Linked DNA regions of Zeugodacus cucurbitae: region 2 is linked to region 1. A link is a contact called in public Hi-C data. All regions are on one chromosome and are shown on one strand. The core of a region is the stretch at or near the end of the contact, and the rest is flanking DNA. Distances in the headings are between cores, read along the strand shown. Region 1 holds the start of LOC105219619. Region 2 holds the start of LOC105220063.

Region 1 (2,700 bases), core at 190-2,689:
ACCTGCTCAGCAGACAGGTGTGCATGTGCTTGTGTGTGTATGTGTGAGCGCGCGTTGACACACTCGCTCGTAGGCGTAAGCCAGCACCAAGCTTATAATAACCATGTATTTGTCATTAAAATGGTATGAAAGGTCGTTATTGTTTGGAAGTAACCATTGTTTGTTGTTGTTTTTTTTTTAATGTCTTTGATTTAAAACTTTTTTTTGGAAATTTTTTGAAGGTAAAGGTGAAATGTTGACCTATATACGCATATATATTTTGCGGGTGTAACGACATTGTTGTTGCTGTTTTTTCGGGAAAATTCTGAAAGCTGCTTGCAGATATTATTTTTATTAACCAGTTCAGAAAATTATTTTCTTTACTTTACATTTCTTTGTGAATTTCTATTTTTTCATAAAATTTACATTTGAAACTATTTTTTAGTATTCCACAACAATTAATTTATGTAAATCATGTATTTTAAATTTAATTAATTTTATAAATGATCCACAGAAATTTATTTTATTAAAAAAAGTTTATACTCAAATTTATTTTAAGAAAAAATTATTTTTGTAGAATTATAATATTTAATTATAAAAAAATTTACACTGAACTTTATTCTATGAAGAACCTTATTTTTGAAGATTTTTAATATTTAATTATTTTAAAAACTGTTTCACATAAATTTGTTTAATAAAAAAAATATTTTTGAAAATTTGGAAAATATTTGTTTTTTTTTTTCTTAATAATCTTAATAACATTTTACACTATTCAATTTCATCGTTATGTTCTGATTGTAAATCCTGTGTTCAGCATTTATTTAAATTTTATTTTATTTAAATATTTTTTTTTTTTATTTATTCTATTTATTTATTAGTTCATTTTAAAAATTATTTTTTTATAATTTATTATATTAAACACCGCACGCAAAGCTTTTTAGATTAAATTTTAAACAAAATTACTTCACATAATCCTGCAATCTTACCTTTGAACTCTTATAAAAAATACTGTTAGTTGCTGCTTTTGCAGTGGCAGTTACTTTACTGCTTCGCTTCTTCACTTGTACTGCGCTGATCGGTAGTGGCGTTGTATATTGAGATTTTTTGCGATTTTTTTAAACGTTTATCTTTATCGGAAGCACACGTGCGTTTTAACAAGTTGAAATTTTCGTTATTCTTGTCTAGAAATTCCTTTATATTACGTAGTTTACAATTAATAAATATATATAGTATATAACTTGTATTGCTATTAATTTCACAACGCCTTTGTAATTGTATTATTTAATAACGTGTTAATAATTTAATATATTTTCTCTTTTACTTAATGCTTATTTCGTTCGTTTCAATTACTATTATTAATACTTTGATTATTATTATTTTAATTTTTTTTTGCTCCGAGCTGCGTGTTGCTCATGTGTCGTTTTAATACTTAATAATATCGTTGCTTACGTTTCGCAGGCTTTATAGGCACTAACGTATAGCATTTGAATGCTGACTCTCTTATGAGCTGCCGGCATGCAGCAGCGTTTACACACACACACACAAACACACGCGCACGCTCGAGTACAAATAAACAGGCAGCGCGTTAGTCAGCGTGACACGCTTACTTTGCGACCGGCTTGAGTCTCCATCACAATTACGGATAAGAGTTACTTGCGAGCAATGAGTGCAAGCATAAGCGACTGAGTCAAATGTATAAATGAAAACAAAAACAACAAATAATAAGAGTAACAGCAAATCATAGCTGAAATGGGTAGGTGTTTATGGCTGCAAGCGGATATATGACGGTATATATATATATATTTATATGTATATGTGTGTGCGTAGGTGCGTGTGTGAAATGTGAGTGCTGTCTGTCTATCGGTCCATTCATTTTAGCTAACTAGCGTCCAAAAAAATAATGCAGAAAAACGCGCGCGTATATTGCAATTACTCATCGGCATTTTCCGCTTGCAACGTCTGCATGGCCGGCTTTGTTGTTATACTCTTACAAATACATACATATATACTACTTTATAGCACACATTTATTGCTAGGTAAATGTTATTCTTGGCAACTCAAAATATTTGATTACCTTATAATCGCACTCTACTTACACTCTGCAGCAGCTATCTATGGAGACGACACCCCCAGGGCACAAGCCTCTTGCTATGAGTAGAGTATATGTTTGCATGTATGTGTGTAACTATTTATTTTGAGACCGTGCCTACGTTTATTGTAACTTAGCTGTGAGTATTGAGTGGGCTGGTGAGTAATAAAATATTTACTTAACCGCTCACTAATAGCTCCGGCCTACGTATACATATAAGTGTGCAGTTTACGCTCTCCCACCGCTTGAGTGCGATGGCTCGCCGTAGAAAGTTGTTGTAAGTGCTAGTTACAAGCACATAAATGCACAATTATGCTCAAGAACCATACCTTTACCTCACATATATTTATGCATATACATATGTATGTATTTGTGTGAGTGTACTTTTTACCTGCGTTTATCATGATTATACGTGTAGGTGTTGTAATTGCATTCATCAAGTATGCACACACACACATATGTATCTATATGTTATTGTTGTCTATTACATGCATTCCATTGTCTCGTGACGTCGCTATACTGAGCAGCCAATAAGCAAGTGAATTGCCAACAAGCAGCGGTTGGAGAGGGGCGGTGACATTTCAATGCATACAATAGTCTGCATACATGGCTCTAACTATTTACATTAGAGT
Region 2 (2,700 bases), core at 99-2,598, 170 kb after region 1:
TTTTTGAAATTCAAAAATTTAATTAGTAGTTTTCGAAATTAACGCATTTTTTGTTTCAAATTTTTGTTTTAAATTTTTAATTTACTATTTATATTTTTTATATCCCTATTATCTACTCAGGTAATTTTTAATAATATTCCATTCAAATATTGCTTCTACAACTTCAATTTCCCATCACTTTCATTAAAATTATACTTTCAACACTGTCTTTACACTTTACCATTACCAATTTTTTTCATTAACTTATTGGGAAACACCACCTATCAATTAATAATTTCTTTCCATACTCATAAATCTCATATACATACATAAGTACATAAAAATAAATCAACTTATCAATGAATAAACGCCTCAACCTTTCAATTTCGTACGAATGCACTTTCAATGAACTGATAAGCAAAACAAAAATATGCTCATAGCCAAAAATAAACTAACTTCCAAGTAAATAAATAAATATAAAAATAACTTTGCTGTACTAGATAAAGCTATGAACAGAGAAAAATAAATAAAAACGAACTTAAATTTAACAACAAATCAAAAGCAATACACACACCGCATACTAATCCAAGTAAATTCGTAAAAATCTTTCGCTGCTCGTCCACGTGGAGTAATTGGCTGCGCACTGGGCGTGCTATTAGTCAAATATCGATAAATGACTAAGGCAATTGTTGTTTCGAGTGTCACGACACTTCACTTTAAAGACGCGTTGTCGCGTACAAAACGCCGGTTGATAACAACAAGTGCGCGTTTTACTTTAATTTATGTATGTATTTTTGTTTTTATTTTTTTTTTTGTTATACGCAGCAAGCTACTTTGTGTTATAAATCTGCATTGAATTAGGCAATTTCACAAGAATGTGTTAATTTCGCAAATTAAGCAAGGTATTGAGCGTGGCTTTCAATTTTCAATTTCTTTATTTTCAATTTCGCACAACGACGGCAATGTTGTTGTTATTATTTTCGGTTTGCTGATTTTTGTTTGATTTCAATGTTATACAGTTACTTTCGCTCGCTCGTTGAGTTTAACACTTTTTTTATTTCTTATTTAATTACTTTTTCTTTACTGTCAGTCTTTCAGAAACACACAAAAATTTTATTTCGATTTGGTTTAAATAATTAACGCTCTACTAAAGTCCGAAATACGTTGATTTTGTTTTTGCTTTTTATTGAATTTGAACTATGTCACTTTGCTAGACGCATAATGTCTAACAGTGTCGCTGTAGGTAGATGTGTAATTAACAATTTTCAAACTTTTTCCCCAAGTGACTTCCGTTCAGTAGTGCTGCACACTTCCTTACGGCACAAACTGTTGAATCAGACTGATCAAACCTTAGCCATAAACGTCGACCGTAACTTTTCTGCGCCACACCGACACTGCCAATGCCGAGACAGCAACGACACTACTTACAACTACCACTACAATTGTAGCAAAAATAACAATAACAACAACACAAGCAACGACATGATTACGCTAACGTTTGTTTGCTTGTGTATGTGTGTGTGATGTGTGCCTTTGCCGGCCAAGCCAGCAGGCCGGGCAATACCAGACCGACCAGACAACCGACAATTGCTGATGACTAACCAACACACACACACACATATGTACGTACATTAAAGCACGATCGGTGAGATACAAACCACCACCGTCGTTCATAAAAGAAAGCAACAATGCTGCGGCTACGTGCACCTCACTGTGTGTGTGTGTGTGTGTGTGTGTATGTGTCTATATGACGTTTGTAGGTGTGTCTGCATGTGTTTGTTATTACGGTTCTTCTTCTGTCCATTGTTGTATTGTGTTGTGTCTTCTCACCTAATCCAATGATCTCATTTTTACTCAATTTACCCATAGCCATATGGCAATGCGATCGTCGTCGCTCAGCAAATATACGAGTATACACACACACATGCGCGTAGCATAGTACCTGCGTGTCTATTGAGTGAGTGAGTAGTTCACTGAGTATATTTACTGCCTTTTCTACTCACTTCAATTAGTGTGTGCGTGGTAAGGTAAGGTTAGAGCGGAAGGCAAATCTAAAATACATATGGCTATAGTGAAGACAAAGAGACAAGATACGTGCAGACATGCAGACATACATTCATAGGTTTTTGTATATAATTGCGCATTCATCAGTTTATGTTGGTGGTTCTTTTGCGCGCACGTTTGCTCTCTTTCTTCCGCGCACCAGTATGCCGTTGCAGAGGTTACCTGCTGGCCTTGTCTGTTGTTAGTTTGTCTGCCATTCGTCGATTAATTTTATATACACTTAACTGTAAATAGATTATGCATGATTTTCGGTTGTATGCGTGTGGGTGTGTGCTATTCGATGATTATGCACTCAAATAGACAAATACATTTACATAACACATACAAAAATATAAAGAGCATTATACAAATTTGACAATTTTAAATTCAAACAAATTCCAACTCAATGAATATTGAAATAATATAGCTTTTGTTTAAACCAATATTTAAATAAAATACTTATGATATTCGGATAGTCACTTTCTTCAAAATACAATGAGTTTAATAAATTTATTGTTCAATATTTTATAATATTTCTTTTTTTATTCTAACAAAATTAAACAAAAATCCCTCCTGAAAAATTTAACACTAATATTTTTTGGTTAATAATTTATTTTATTACTTGTTACAAATCTAAACAAACTCTCATATTAAATTCTTCTTTGATGATTATTGTAG

Evidence for each region. Hi-C and Micro-C count contacts between places; a contact is called where the count stands out from the background.
Region 2: a Hi-C map of whole body shows a contact between it and region 1, with 8 times the contacts expected there. The contact joins the promoter of LOC105220063 here to the promoter of LOC105219619 in region 1. A contact is called at or near these places in 2 of 2 Hi-C or Micro-C datasets (both in whole body).

What each region holds. Positions count from the first base shown.
Region 1 is chr5:45,816,288-45,818,987 of idZeuCucr1.2, forward strand. LOC105219619 reads right to left here and starts at 1,440. Exons shown (of 3, transcript XM_011195890.3): 1 at 966-1,440.
Region 2 is chr5:45,986,113-45,988,812 of idZeuCucr1.2, forward strand. It overlaps LOC105220063, which reads right to left and starts at 1,349. Exons shown (of 4, transcript XM_054231718.1): 1 at 552-1,349. The coding sequence starts at 558. All of the region lies in intron 1 of LOC105219872 (probable serine/threonine-protein kinase yakA), which reads left to right.